4 separate regions of the Mus musculus genome follow, and regions 1, 2 and 4 are each linked to region 3. The links are chromatin contacts, called in public ChIA-PET and capture Hi-C maps. All regions are on one chromosome and are shown on one strand. The core of a region is the stretch at or near the end of the contact, and the rest is flanking DNA. Distances in the headings are between cores, read along the strand shown.

Region 1 (3,512 bases), core at 838-3,337, 290 kb before region 3:
GATGACTTCATCAAGCAGAGATGAAAACTGAAAGCTGAAGTTTACCAGAAACAGGAACTGAATAAAACAACTTTGAATAAAAGCAAACACCCTGAGCATGCTGGTGCCACATGCCTATAATCCCAGCACCCAGGCGACTGAGGACCCCTCTTCCTGAGGTAAAAGGACAGATCAGAATCAAATAAGCACAAACAATAAGCAAAGAGGACAAACCATTAGGAACCCAGGCCTAACACCCACCAATTTACTGTTAAGTGAGAGACATGTGTACATACAGAGAGAGAGAGAGAGAGAGAGAGAGAGAGAGAGAGAGACTATGCCAACAGTCAGAGCCAAGAAGCAAAGACATCTGAACAGCAATGTAGGTTCAGATGTATACAAACAGAAGTCAAAGGCTCTCCAAGTACTACCCAATGTTCGGGCTACCTTCCATGTGCTAGACCTACTGTGTGGGGACCATCAATAAGTCCTTACCCATTATGGGAACAGCTAACCTAAGGACAAACTATGATGCTTATTTGTAGACATATCTCACATATTTATTACGGTCTGAGTGTCTGATGCTGTGGTTCCTGTGGAGGTCAGAAGACAACTTGCAGAAACCAGTTCTCTCCTTCTACCATGTTCTGGGTTTGCAGGCTCTAACTCAGGTAGTCAGGTTTGGCAGCACAAGCCTTTACCCCTGGGCTATCTGCTTGTCTCCAGCGCTGTTTAAAGCACGGCACTCAATTTGCATAGTGGTCCATACTTGTCATCCCAACAACTGGGAGGCTGAGGCAGAACTGCTTTGAGTTCAAGACTATAGTCAGCGCTGGCCAGTCTAGAACGAGTTTGTGGCCCTGACTCATGTGAGAGTGCGGGGTGGCTGGAGTCCAGCGCTCAGGGATTTAGAGCACTTGCTGCTCTTGCAGAGGACTGGAGTTCAATTGCCAGTACCCACGCGGTGACTCCCACCCACCTCTAACTCCAGCTCCCAGGTACCCAGCGCCCTCTTCTGGCCTCCTCAGGCACTTAAGCGCACGCATCGTGCACATACATACATGCATGCATTATATATATATATATTAATAGTAATAATTATAATTATGGAACTGGCATAAGGAGCATGGTAAATGTCCCAAGTGTCAAGTGTCAAGAGAGGACGAAAAGGAAAAGGTGGCGGCTGATTAAAGCCAGAGGAGGTGAACAGGATATAAAAGGGTCTCCAAATTAAAAGGGTATGCACCATTCCATGAAGGGAGTCAGCAACTGACATGGAAAAAGGGACTCACGGTGGCCCACGCCTGTCATCCCTTGTTGAGACGAGACGACCACCACCAGCCTGATCTACATGATGAACCTGAGGCCAACCTGGGCTAGATGGTGATTCTGAGGTCAGCCTGGGATACAAAGTTAAGTTTGAGGCCAGCTTAGGCTATACACAGGGAGTTCGAAGACGATGTGGGCTACAGGCTAAATCGAGTTCAAAGCCAGCAAGGGTTACTCTGAATTCATAGCCAGCCTGGGGTAAACAGTGAGATGTCTCATGGGGATGGGGGTGGGGGAATCCTCAAAAAAACGGGATGACGGTCTCCATCAAGGCTAGGGATATCACAGTGAGCGTGCGTGCGCAGGTGAGTCGGGATCCGGTGAGTGGAGAGCCGAATGCCTGCTGGGCAGACATGGCAGTAGCGACCGGGACTGCTAGGCGAAAGGAGCGGGAGGCGCCGGGCGGCCCGGGGGATGGGGGAAGGGGCAGGCGGGATGAAGGATGGAGGCGTCCCGGGCTCGGCGCCCGGAGAGCGGCGCCGCTTACCTACGATGGCGGAGGCGCAGCCGTGCCGTCGCTCCGGCATCTTGGGCTTCGGCCGCTTCTCCGGCCGCCCTAGTTGGTGGCCATAGCGCCCGCCCCGGGAGCGCGTCCTCACCGCCAGGCGACGGCCCTGCCCGGCCCCGCCGAGAAGCGCACCCGCGGCCGCCTCAGCAGCGACTGGCCGCGGTCGCCGCCTCAGCTCCTGCCTCCCGCCGCCGCGTGGCCGCGGGATCTCACGCACGCCGCCATAGGCTACCCGCAGCCGGGCCGCGCGATGTGTCCGCCTCTCTGATTTGTCGGTTCCGGGGGGAGGCGGGGCTTGAGAGAGAGCCCGCGGGGCAGCCAGGAGCTGCGGGGTGGGGTCTGACATCCGGGGCCAGCGTTTGTCGAACTCGCAAAAAGGGCTTATACCCTGCTGCTGCCTACACGGGCAGTTTGTGGCTGGAGTAACAGAGCCGGTGGCCTAACTGGAGGGGAGCCAGGACTTGTTCCGGGACCCTCACATGTCCAAGAAGACCTTCATCCCTGAAACAGGGCAGGGACAAACAAAAAATAGTGTTCCTAAAAAGTCCCCTGCACTGCCTGGCCATTGCTTGACGCAGCTGTCAAGCACACAAGTCAATTTGCACAGTATTCCGTACCACAGAAAAGTATTAGTGAGGGCTGAGGATGGAGCTCAGTCGGGAGAGTAGGCGTGAAGCCTTGGGTTCCATCCCCAGCATCAACTGGATATGGTGGTACATAGCTCGAATCCCAATACTGAGGTCATACAAGGCAAGAGGATCAGAACTTCAAGGCCGTCCTTGGCTACAAGGGGGAGTTTAAGGACACTCTGGACAGCATGAGTCCCTGTCTGAAAATAAAGATGTATAAATGAAAGAAGGTGCGATGACTTAACCACTATAATATCTCAGAGGGCTGTGGCAGGAGGATTGCCAGGAGTTTGAAACCATTCTAGGTTGCTTCGTGAGTTCCAGGCCAAAATGTATTACAGGACAAAATCCTTTCTCAACCTCCCTTTGCACCCTGCCCTGAAGCCAGGCAAGGTGATTCATAGCTATTATCCTGAGACTCGAGAGGCCAAGGCAGGACAGAATTCAAGAGCTATCTGGGCTGCAGAGCAACATCCTGTCTCGGAGTTTAAATTTTTTAAAAAAGAAAGGTTGGGGATGGAACTCAGCTGCTAGAATGCCTGACCCAGAGCGTCACTTAGCACCATAGAAGCCAGAAAGAGTGACACGTGCTTATTAACCCAGCACAAGCCAGTCTCTGGCATGAGCACCTGGAATTGAAGTTGAGCCTCAGCTTCACGGTGGGTGAATCTGGGGCCCGTCTGTGCTGCAGGAAGTTCTATTGCAGAGGAAAGAAAAAAAAAGAAGGAAGTGGGGAGCATGCTCACAATCTCAGGACTTAGGAGGGGGAGCCAGGAGGTCAGCAGTTCAGGGTCACTCTTGTCTATGTACTGAGTTTGAGGCAAGTCTGAGTTACACATACATACATACATACATACATACATACATACATACACACAGGCATACATAAGTAGAACCATTCCACGAGAGAAGGGAGAACTACGAAGAGGGGAGAGAGAATTGAGAGGGAGAGAGGAAACCGCTCTTCCCCACCTACAATCCCCGTGCATGTCTCCGCCAGGTTCCATCAAAGCAGTAATTTCAACTCTATTGGCACGGGTTCTGGAGATAGCATGGGCTCAGGGACC
Region 2 (3,808 bases), core at 1,260-3,759, 410 kb before region 3:
ACACACACACACACACACACACACACACACACACACACCTCAGTGGCAGCTTGCTTCAACTCCAAATGTCACTGTTTCTTCATAAACACTTAAAGTAAAAGATACAGTCTTTCTAACACGGGGTCACAACACCCCCGAAGAGCAAGAAGGAAAGCCCTTTCTTGGAGCACCGAATCTTAGAACATTTGGGGGCATGGCCACAGCAGCTGCTTGTTGATCGCCGTTCCCTCCCCTCTCTGTAAGCTCTCTTCCCCTCACAGAAGGCACTGGTAGAGCTAGTTGAGTTTAATATGGTAGAAGTGAAAAAACTTCAGTTTTTCTTACAAAATGATTCCTTTCACAAATAGTTTTATGAATTATGAGAACTAAAATTACAGATAAGAAACTTTGGACTAAAGACACAGGTGTGATGGAGCATTGTGGCAAATGACACCCCTAAATGGCAGCAGCATCCCAGAGGCTATGGAGGGGGCAGGGAGGGGGGGGGGGTCTCAAGTCGAAGGCCAGTCTCAGCCATATGGCAAGCATGACCGGGACCCCACCTCAAAACCTCACAAAATAACCCCCTACAGGCATGATGGTGTGTTTCCACAATCCTAGCACTGTGCCAGCTGAGGCAGGAACCAGGGAGCTGAAGACTAGCCTGGGCTACAGTGAGAGGCATGTGGAAGCCACAGCTCTGGTTCACTTTGAAAACTCTAGCAAGCTAACCAGACCACTGTTTTGTTTGCCTTTCACCATCCTTCATCTACAAAACAACGGGACTGAAACTGTAGCCACCAAGGTTCCTTTCACCTCTACACTCTCTTTCCTTCTCTAAACAAACACAGAGAAGCATACTAAAACTCTGCATTGACAACAGGCTTGGTGGCCACACCTTTAGCTCGAAGGTGGATCTCTGTGAGTTCAGGTCAGCCCGGTATATATAGTGAGTTCCAGGCCAGCCAACTCTATAACAGTGAGACCTTGCCTTAACTGAGGAATAAGGAACAGAAGGAAGATCCAAACACAAAAAGAAATCCAAGCAATGAGGAACCAAGTCTAGTTCCTGCTCCTGGCCAAACAGTTGAGCTAAAGGTCTATGCAGGCAGGCTGCACTAGCACAGGTAACGAGTGAGGCAGCCTGTCCCTCTAGCTGCAGAAGTTTCACAGAGATGACCAGGGCACAGTGGAAAAGTACTAGCTTGGAGTCAGGTGTTAGCTGAGCTAAAAGGCCGGTCTTAGGTAACTATCACTTGTTCCTCTCAGATGTAAAATGACAAGATTACAGCTCTCCCTAACCCTCCCTAAACCACAGCTCCTATTTCCAAGTGGTAGCGTCAGCCTACCCTTTTATAAGGCATTGCTTCCAAAAACATCTTCGTCTGTTTATAGACTTCTTGGCCTGTCTTGTGGAAGGTCTTGAGAAAGTCTATGAACTCCTTAGTCACTCGGTCCGTCTCAATGCTGGTTTGCCGGTTTATGGAGGGACTGGGAGCTTTGGCTTCCTGAATTTCTGCTGAGAAAATTAAACACAGTAAGTTTTGTTACCCAGAAGACTGATGTATGGAATTACTCTATGTAGCTAACAAGATTACTGAAATTATGTTTAATCAAAATTAAAGTAATAGCACTTTATATTGAAACATTTGGATGAGTTTCCTTAAAGCAAGGAAAAATAGGAAGTGTAAGTAAATAAAACTGCACGTTCTAAAACATGCTCAGCAGAGCTGAACTGTGGCTCGGTTGGTAGAGTAGTGCTTGCTGGCCTGTAGGGATCCCTGGGTTCTATCCCCAGCAAGGAGTCAACAAGGCAGGCTGTGCACAGCTCTAATCGCAGCACTTGGGAAGTAGGAGCAGGAAGATCCAGGTCAGTTAAAGGTCATTCATTCTCAGTTGCCCAGTGAGTTTGAGGGCTACACAAGACCCTGTCTCAGAAACCTTATCTACAGAATGACCAGTGGATCCACAGGTAAAAGAGCTTCTTATACAAGCCTGGAGAGCTGACTTTAATCCCTAAGATCCACCGGGAGGAAACACAGAATGGAGTTCTGCCATGTTCTCTGCTCAAGAACTGAACTACAGCATAACAATTCTTAAAACACAAATACAAGGCAGGGTGTGATGTCAACAACCTCTAATCCTAGCAGAGGCAGAAGCACGAAGATCTCTCAGCGAGTTCCAGACCAAAGAGCTACAAAGGAGACCCAGAAAATACGTTAACAAACAGAAAAGGCTGGGAGGGTGGATGGGATAGGGGGTTTTCAGAGGGGAAACTGGGAAGGGGGATAACATCTGAAATGTAAATAAATAAAATAACCAATAAAAACAATTTAAAAAAAGAAAGAGCAAGTCAAGTACTAACAAAGACTCTCACATCTGTGCTACCAACCCAACAGCTGCATTAGGTAGTTAACGATGTAAGAAGGCAGGATAATTCACTGTCAGGCAGCACGTGAAGGGGCCTGGTACTCCCTGAAGTCACAGTTCCTCAGAGATGACTACTGAGTGCTGTGGAAAAGTACCAGTGCCAACGCCTCAAATAAAAAATAAATAAATAAACCCCAACTAACCATGGGTAGTAAGATGGCTCAACAGGGGAAATGCTTGCCATACAGGCCCAGAGATGTGAATTTTACCCGTAGAACCCACAGAAAGGTAGAAGAAAAAAACCTCCACAGTGTTTAATGTTATCTCCACAGACACACACCCAACTAATAATTTTTTTATTTTTTCTAAACTAACAGAAAGCAAATAGAAACAGCTTATTAGCATTTTTTAGTCACTAATACTGATAGTGAAACAGAACCCTTTCTTGAACAACTTTCTTGCTGAGTCAAAAAGTCACCGTAACCACCAATGGAAGCAGGAAGGCAGCAGGTGACACACAGCACTACAAAGAGACAAAAGGCCAGTTTATTTCCCCCACCATTCAGTTTGCAAGTCACACTGCTCTCAGTAAAAATGCATCCAAGCTGGGTGCATTGGCACATGCCTGTAATTCTAGCACTAAAGAGGTTGAGGCAGGAGGATCAAGTTCTAGGTCAGCCTGGATTACACAGTGCATCTGACACCAGCTTTAGCTATATATAGCAAGAGTCTATCCCACACACACACATGGGGGTGGGGGAGACAGAGACAGAGAGATAGAGATATTTTGTCTGGTTTTTCCTTTCCAGACAGGATCCTCCCACCTCAGCTTCCTCAGCAAGTGTGCACCACCAACCCCACAGGAAAAAGAAACCAAAAGGTATTAAAGCCTACCAACCTCACACTTTAATTTTATTTGTCTGTTTTGAGACAGGGCCTCACTATGTACAATAGAGGATGGTCTCAAACTCACAGAGATCTGCCTGTTTCTACCTCCTAATTCTACCTCCTAGTCTCTGGGAGTAAAGGCATAGGCCACCAAGCCTAACACCATGCTATTTAGGGAAAAAAAAAACAAAACTCTGATTTCTACATATGGAAACATATCCTACACCTCACACTAGATAGACAGACAGACAGACAGATTATGGAATTACTTCTATGTTTTATGTATATGGGTGCTTTGTTTGCATGTGCGTCTACACGAATGGCACAAGAAGATGCCATTCAAAAGTTAAGTTCGAAGTTTAGGTAATAATCAACAAAACCATAAAAAGTTGTCTTGGGCATGGTGTCTCTTCACAACAAGAAACTCTAAAATAAAATCTGAAATTTGATCTTGACAAGAACACAAAAGCTTCTTACACTGTGCAGGCCAGAGCCCAAGTATCAGAACTTTAAAAGGGGACAATTCAGCAATAACCAACAAATTTAAAACCCACATTCCCAGCTGGGCACA
Region 3 (3,815 bases), core at 1,228-3,727:
TTCTTGGGTGAAGACCCTATAATCCAAACAGTGATAAACCCACTGCCAACACTTGCAGCTTCAACTAGACACCACTAACACTAAGTCCAGTAACGTCTGAAGCGACACTCTGAGTCATTCATACTTACTACAATTAATTAATTGTAATTAATTAATTAATGGTGTGCTGACTTTCTGAATACATTGAAAAGGACACAGTACTCCTTTTAATGCAGAGGAAAAGAACAGACTTTACTCTAGCACAGAGTCAAGGCCAAGGGAACTACAGAGCACACTTGGGTGTTCACTGTGCAATCCACGAAAACTGGCTCCTAAAACTTTGCTGTAAGAGCTTGCTTCTTCTCTTGTCTACAGGACATCTGAAACTAATTCACATCATTTTGAGATCAGAGAATAGGCTCAGTAGGAGCAGTAACAGGCAGACAGACCTCCTGTGAGTCTGAGGCTAGCAGGTAAATGATAAACATGTAATCATTTACATACAGTCGGCAGGTTTTTTTCACTCATTTCAGACCAGGTTACAGACAGGCACAGGCTCCCAGAGCTAAGCAGCCCGACCATTCCACAGTGTGCCCTCAGCTAGCTTCACATCACTGTGTACCAATAGCCCACCAAACAGAGCACAGAAGCAAGAAGCATACATACTTCAGAAATGTACAGGTCCGCCTGTTTGAGCAGCTCCCCGATGATGAGGACATTGGATGTAGTGCCATCGCCAGTTATGTCATCCTGGGCTGTAGCCACTTTTGCTATCAAAGAGGCTGTTGGGTGTTGAATTTGCTGTAGGTAGAAAAAGAACTATTTAAATGACTTAAACCATTACCTAGGGTACAACATGGACAGGCTTCTTTCAATGCCTTCCACTAAGACTGCACAGTACTGCTGGCTACATTTTGCTTGGATTTCAAGCCATCCCCTTTACTAGGGTTTGAACTATAGGACCTGAAAGTGAGGGAAATGGGTAGTTGGGTCAATTTAATATGATCCCTGGGACAAAAATAATAACTATAAGACAGCCCGGTGTGAGAGGCATAGCTTTAATCCCAGTTTGAGGCCAAGCAGGGCTGCACAGTGAGATTTATCTTAAACAAACAAAAGTAAGATTTTCATTTCTCCTGCAGTTGAGTGGAAAGATGAGCATTTATTTTTTGGTTTTCTTTCCCATTGCCCTGTTTTTGAGACAAGGTCTCACTATGCTTATGTAGCTCTACCTGGTTTTGAACTCAAGAGATCTGGCTGAGTGCCGGGATTATAGCTATGTGGTACAATATTTAGCTAAAGTAGAGATAACAATATTCTTTTATACAATTTTTTATTTTAGCCCAGACTACAAAGTAGACCCCCCCAAAACAAACAAAAAACCCAAGGATCCAAACACATGTGTCACATTTGACAGAGTTCCTCACCCACTAAAGCACTTCCTATATTTCTGCCTGAAAGACATGATGACCTGATGAAGAATTTTATTCACCTCAAATGGAGCAAGAGGTCAAAAAAAAAAATTTTTTTTTAAACCCAGCCCGGCAGCCTCTTACCATTTCATGAAGCAGCACATTGCCATCTTTAGTAAGTTTGATGTCTCCAGCACCAGATACAAGCCTGCCAAATGGGAAGGAATTGATGAGCAAGGATGTGACTTTTTCTAATTAAAACAAAACAAGTAAGAATTCCACAAAGCAGCCAAGGGGAGGTAATGTATATCCCCCATCCCCTCTTGAAGGCAAGTGAATCACAGGGAGTTCCAGACAAGCCGTAACTTATCAGTCAGACCCGATCTCAACTAAATACATAAAGAAAATTCCCACAAAAAAGAATGAGGTGTAAAGGGAACCAAAGGAGGCTATGAAATATACGACTCCAAAGCAACCGCAATTTGAGGAACGGATACGAGAGGCGAGAAAAGAGAGTGAATTAAGACTAATTAAAAAAAAATCCAAGCGCTATGTCTCAGTGAACTTTATTCATTTGCTAGCTAACGAGGTAACAAAAACAGATCCCCTGAAATTTGGACTTTACTCCTACATCCCAGTAAACTCGGGGCCCGGGGCTGGGTTCGGGAAGGTTGCACACGCCACTCTCTTCCTCTATAAGAAATAGGTGCAAATGCCAACCCCGAAAGGCGCGGATTCGGGGGGTTTGGATGGGATGCAGCCCAGACATGGGAGAAAGAAAACGCTAGCGCGAAGGCCTGGAGGCAGCGACTCGAGTTTGCGGCCATCGAGCCGCCAGGCCCGCCCTCCCGCCAGCCCGGGCTTACATCTTCATGGTGCCCTTAGGCCCCAAGTTGGTCCTCAGAACATCCTGCAGGCCCCGAGCCGCGCTGATGTTCACCGCCAGCGCTGCCTGGGCCCGGGCCACCTCGGCCTTCGGATTTAGGGTCTTTACCGCCGCCATGGCTGGCCTAGCTCCGGGAGAGGCCGAGAACAACGTGCTCTCTGCGGGGTCTTCTCGAAAAGTCTTACGCACCCGGCCCGCCCCCGGCGTGCCCACAGAGCACCTCCATTGGGTGGCGACCCTCCTGCCGCCCGCTGATTGGCTTAATCCAACGCTGGTCTCTCTAAGACCCGCCCACCACGCCCAGTTGCGACGTCATTGCGCATCTGAGAAACTGGTTCTCCCGTCATCGGCACTCTGGATCTTAAGGTTCCGTTGTGCTCGCCCCCCAGCGTCACGGTTCGGCGCTTTTAAGAGTTTGCAGCGTGGAGGCTGCGCGGCTCCGCGGTGCAGGAAAAGCCCTGCAGGTCGTGTGTGAGGGATGCTTCGGCCTCTGCACTCGACTGGGTGTGACAGGAAGCAGAGGCGTCGGCCTCTAGTTGCAGGGTGTCTCTAGCTACTGGACTCCGGGATGCTTCCCTCACACTCTCGCGAGATTTCCCAGGTTCATTTTTTTTTTTTCCTTGCCTGTTTTATCCGTAAATTGGGGAGCACAGAAAATGGAGCCTTCCCCTGTACCCTGGTCGTTTTAAGACCCCGGAGGTTGACGGGAGGACTACGCTAGGTAGAAAGTACTAGATGGCTTTAGGAGTGGTGCGATGGGCGTTGAGGAGACTCAGGATCAGTCTGTTCTTAGGGCCCAGGTCATTGAGGCAGCTTGAAAACTAAAATGGATTTTGTTTTAATTTTTTTAAAATAATGAAACAAATAGTAATCCTTGTTTCATTCTATGTCCCAGCTAGACCACGAACTGTCTAACACGGACTGGTATTCTAACTCGTAGCAGTCCTGCTTCAACTTCCAAAGTGGTATGAGCTACTAAGCCTGCTAAAAACTAACAACTAATGGCTGGACAGTGGTGCCCAGTCTTTGAAAGCATTCTTTTAAACATTTTTTTAAAAAGAAAATAATATTAAGCGTATAAGTGTTTTTCCTGTCTGTATGTTGAGCACTTAACATATAGATACGTACTGAATTTTTAAACATGTATATGAATATGAATCACTTCTCCACACAGATGACAACTCGTAATGCCATTGGACGTATTCCACTGAGCTATATATACTGAAGGCTTTGCCATTTTGATAGGAAAGAAAAATTCTTATTCTTCTACTATACAGAGCCAGGCATAGTCACAACACGGGAGGCAAGCAGATCTCTGTGAGTTCAAGGCCAGCCTGGTCTGCATAGCAAGTTCCAGGCCAGCCGTGGCTACATAGGAAGACCCTGTCTAAAGAAAACAGAACTATAGGGTATGTAGCTCAGAGGATGAGTGCCGGTTTAACCGGTACAAAGGTCCTGAATACAGGAAATTTAAAAAGGAAAGAGAAACAACCAGTCACATGGCTGACATTTAGTTATTCCCAAACCTCTGCTCTTCT
Region 4 (3,786 bases), core at 796-3,295, 360 kb before region 3:
AAGACTCCACTGTGCATGGTGGTGCACTCCTTTGATCCCAGCCATTGAGAGGCAGAATCAGGAGACTCTCTGAGTTCTAGACTAGTGAACTCCATAGTATAGAGTGAGCTCCAGGCCAACGTGGGCAACCTAGAGAGACCCTGCCTCATTAAAAAAAAAAAAGACAAAAATAGATGAGATAAAACGTACCTGAGACTTGCCTTACAGTAGAGACTAAAATTCACAAAATATCAGTGAATTAAATGCACAAAATTTACAATTCTAAGTATGAGCTCAACTCTATTATTATTATTATTATTATTATTATTATTATTATTATTATTATTATTTTGAGACAGAGTTTCTCTGTGTAGCTCGGGCTCTCCTGGAACTCACTACATAGACCAAGCTGGCCTGGAACTCACATTTATCTGCTGCCTCTGCCTTTGGAATTGGAGGTGTGTACCACCAAGCCCAAAAATTCAACTCTTACTCTCACGGTGCAAAATGCCTTTCACATTTCTGCAGAAATGCTAAGCCCACTTTAGGTATACGCTAAGACTCAGATGTCACTTAGGTGTAATGCTTTGCACTTCTGGAGTTCTTTCTAAAAGGCAGCACCCACTAATGTACTTCTTTGCTCCATATGCGAAACAAAAAAAGTCAGGGAAAAGAGTCCTAGAACTCACAGGGAGGGATGTGACTCACAGGAGGCCGGGACTGGACAGCTGGCCTACAGTCTGTGGGATTGTGTGTCCTGTCACTCAAACCACAACTTCTGCCCAATGACAGTGCACAAAAAAAAGTGTCACCGCCGTGTTGGCCCTTTTCCCTGACTGCAGAGTTATGTCTAGAATTTTGCTTATGTTCACAAGTTTCCCACGATGCTGGCAATTCGGGGATTCTAACCCTACCACAATACTGTCAGCTGCCGGAGAGCCTCACTCAAGCCAGCCCCCTCAGATTGTCGAGTCTCCACATCTGTATCCATCTTCCTATCCATCTCTACATCTGTATTCATCTTCCTATCCATCTCCAGGGTCAGTTCAGGTGCAAAGTGTCACACACAGGAAGGGCTACTAACGAAGCCACTCCATAGCACAATACAGCAACTGATAAATGAAGCCCCTAATCCCTCCATCATCTCTGCTCTGAGTTCAACTCACCATTGCCCTCCTATTTCCCGAATTTATCTCCTGCATGTCCTTGCTCTCGCTGCTTTCTTGACCCCAAATCCTCTACCGTTCACTCTTGTCCATCTAGCAAATAAAATTACCCCATGTGGTAATGGAGATTGTTCACTGCATAACGGCACCTGGATGAGAATTGGTCCACTCAGGTGTGTCCTTTTCTTAAATCATACCAAGGCACCAGATAGGTTAACTGCAGGTAGTTTCTAATGCCACTCCCCCGGCAGCTGGAGGATACACCTGGATAACCCAGGTCCTCCTTTGGATTGTATGGAACATGCTATGTGTTGAGTCCTCGTCTAGTTGATAAAGGTGACATGAAATACAGGAATGGAACTGACATCTGGTAGTACGGGAAGAAGGGACTTGGAGTGCAGGTGACTCGGGGCAGGGAGGATACACCTAGTGTAGGAGTGGCATCAGGGGTGGATAGCTCCTTGGGAGGCTCTCCGCCCAAGGTCAGCTCTGCAAGCACCAGTCTCTCCCTCGCTTCCCATCAGCCCTCCCTTCCCCCATCGCTCGATCCAGGTACCTCCTGGGGCAGCAGGGGCAGCCCGTGCCCCGCTTGCGTGGCCGTAGGAGTGGCCGGCTCCAGGAAGTCGTCTTCGGCTTCGGAGCTGGACATGGCACCGTCCGAGTGACGGCTGTCTGGCTCCCGCCCGGTGACTACCACCATCCCTCTGGCTCTGGGCGGTGGGCGCGGCTTCGGGTAGGCGGGTGGGCGGAGGCCTGAAGAACTAAAGCCAAGCAGTGCCTGACATGACGAGATGGGCCGCCGGCGGGCGCTAGACGCCGAGGACCTGCAAGCAGTTAGGATGTCCTGTGCTGCCCTCCAACAGTCTAACGACCAACGCGCCTACAGTTAGTCGCTGGTCTGACCTGGCTGCCTCCAGCCATTGGCCGAATCTTCGCTGGCTCCGCCCTGATTGTCAGGAGGTTCGCCCAATCACAGAACAAACAATTCGGCCTTAAGCCGTAGTGGCTACAGGCCTACCCAATTCTGATTGGCTCTTGGCTGACAAGCGCGAGCGACGCCTGTCTGCTCCAGGGTTTGGCCGAGGGGAGGTGATCGCCCACTGACGACCTCGATCAGCAACCACCGCGTGGACCCTGCGCTGCAAATCGGAACCAGGCGCTTCTTGCTATTGGCCGAGGTTTCATGAACTCCTGCTATGATTGGCAAGAGCATTGTCCAATTATAGGGTAAACACGTCTGGTTGGGTTTGTTCCATTCTGATTGGCTATCTAACTAACGGGAGCGCTACCTCCCTTGGTCCAGGCCACTTATCTAGGGAAGCGGCTCTCTGCGCATAGCAACCACAGCGCAGGTAGCATCTCTGGCCTCACCCGGTCGCCTCCTACTACTGGCAGTGTCCGATTAGCTCCGCTATGACGGTTAAAGGTCTGATCCAACCATCGAGGTCTCAAACTAGAGTGACAACTGACAACGGCTTGCCGATCAGTCCCATTCTTATAGGCCACCTAAAGGGCACGCGTTCTGCACTTCCGACGTTCAACGACAGCGCTGGTCCCCCGGCGCGGTTCCCGAAAGGACAGACCACCCAATTGCTCCTGCTATTGGCTGTGTCCTCGCTGGCCTCCGCCCCTGATTGGCAGGAAGCCCGCTCATAGGGGCAGCACCGTGGTCCTGCTTTCATTGGCTTTCTGACTAGCAGGCGCGAAGCTCCAGGCCACTCCACTTTATCATCCCGGTCCATGTGTCCTGGGAAAGGGCCCAGGACTGGCTGGTTTGTCTCCATAGCAGCGGGCCAGTGAAAAAAGGCCTAAGCAGGCTGTCCTTGAGGATGTGTTGTGGAGGGCTGAGGGCACCTGCTGTGTAATAGAAATTGAGCACTGCAACACCAATGGCTGGCAAGGACATGGCTGCTGTGCTAGCGCTTTTTCCGTGGACTCACACAGGAAGGAAAACCTTGGTTGCAAATACCTTTAATTGCAGCGACTTGAGAGGTTAGAAGGATTTCTGAGAATTCAACTCTTGTCTCTAGTATAATAAATAATAATAATAAATAATAACGGAACTGAGTATGGTGACTCACGCTGCAATATCAGTACTTGGAAGTCAAGGCCAGCTTCAGCTTCATAACATTGTGAGTCCAAATTGGGTTACATGAGACTGCTAAAAACAAACGCTAAAAATGAAAAAAATTAAATAACCACAGATGAGAAAAGAGAAAACCCCACTCCCAAACAGGGCTCCTCTTCTCCATCTGACCTGCCCACACATGCGTACGCGCAAAGCTGTGGCTTTATCAGATGCCTCCTATTTGTTTAAATTAGCCATTCAAAAATAAGTGGATGGAGAGTACACCACCAAAAGGCTCAAGCCCTCCTTTTGAACTGGATTTCTGAATATCTTCTCCCCTGGCAGGGAATCTGTGTTTTGCTGTATGTGACTTCAATAAAGCTTGGCTGACTGCCGAGTCCTCGCCTTTCCTGCTTGGTCATTCTTTCAACTGGACAGAGAAAAAGAAGCCATACCCGCAATTCTAGATGACCCTCTCCATGATAACGTCATCACCTCTGCACCAGGACACAGACAGAAACAGGCACTCCCAGAAGGCTCTTCCCAGCTAGTCAGATGACCCATTTGATGCAG

Evidence for each region. ChIA-PET counts read pairs in DNA pulled down with a chosen protein or histone mark. Capture Hi-C pulls out chosen DNA fragments and counts their contacts.
Region 1: an RNA polymerase II ChIA-PET map of memory CD8 T cells shows a contact between it and region 3, with 176 read pairs. The contact joins the promoter of Tpst1 here to the promoter of Cct6a in region 3. A contact is called at or near these places in 1 of 15 datasets of contacts at CTCF or cohesin (the NIH/3T3 cell line), 1 of 484 Hi-C or Micro-C datasets (CD8 T cells), 5 of 115 datasets of contacts at active chromatin or transcription factors (bone marrow-derived macrophages, effector CD8 T cells, memory CD8 T cells and 2 more) and 2 of 9 other capture datasets (adipose tissue and liver).
Region 2: a contact with region 3 is called in an RNA polymerase II ChIA-PET map of memory CD8 T cells, with 11 read pairs. The contact joins the enhancer-like site here to the promoter of Cct6a in region 3. A contact is called at or near these places in 2 of 39 promoter capture datasets (the C10 cell line and the SN4741 cell line), 3 of 115 datasets of contacts at active chromatin or transcription factors (the 230-238 cell line, memory CD8 T cells and pancreatic cancer cells) and 2 of 9 other capture datasets (adipose tissue and liver).
Region 4: a capture Hi-C map of macrophages shows a contact between it and region 3, with 5 times the contacts expected there. The contact joins the promoter of Kctd7 here to the promoter of Cct6a in region 3. A contact is called at or near these places in 6 of 39 promoter capture datasets (the 3T3-L1 cell line, 3T3-L1-derived adipocytes, erythroid cells and 3 more), 5 of 484 Hi-C or Micro-C datasets (CD8 T cells, the G1E-ER4 cell line, cortical neurons and 1 more), 10 of 115 datasets of contacts at active chromatin or transcription factors (the 230-238 cell line, astrocytes, cardiomyocytes and 7 more) and 4 of 9 other capture datasets (adipose tissue, liver, macrophages and 1 more).

The regions. Positions count from the first base shown.
Region 1 is chr5:130,077,945-130,081,456 of GRCm38.p6, reverse strand. Tpst1 (protein-tyrosine sulfotransferase 1) reads right to left here and starts at 2,087. Exons shown (of 6, transcript NM_001130476.2): 1 at 1,796-2,087.
Region 2 is chr5:130,195,637-130,199,444 of GRCm38.p6, reverse strand. Rabgef1 (RAB guanine nucleotide exchange factor (GEF) 1) reads right to left here. Exons shown (of 9, transcript NM_001199059.1): 4 at 1,329-1,495. Among named protein-coding and RNA genes, the nearest start is that of Tmem248, 25 kb to the left of the region's middle. Within about 2 kb of position 2,509, at least 35 of the 459 cell types and tissues checked have an H3K27ac peak or open chromatin away from gene starts, as enhancers often do. A contact at or near this core is called in memory CD8 T cells, where this site is marked.
Region 3 is chr5:129,786,018-129,789,832 of GRCm38.p6, reverse strand. It overlaps Cct6a (chaperonin containing Tcp1, subunit 6a (zeta)), which reads right to left and starts at 2,477. Exons shown (of 13, transcript NM_009838.2): 1 at 2,258-2,477; 2 at 1,536-1,599; 3 at 646-780; 4 at 1-16. The coding sequence starts at 2,394. Psph (phosphoserine phosphatase) reads left to right here and starts at 2,580. Exons shown (of 8, transcript NM_133900.4): 1 at 2,580-2,878. Gm23245 (a small nucleolar RNA gene) reads right to left here and starts at 294; the gene lies at 160-294.
Region 4 is chr5:130,143,142-130,146,927 of GRCm38.p6, reverse strand. Kctd7 (potassium channel tetramerisation domain containing 7) reads right to left here and starts at 2,045. Exons shown (of 4, transcript NM_172509.4): 1 at 1,702-2,045. The coding sequence starts at 1,845.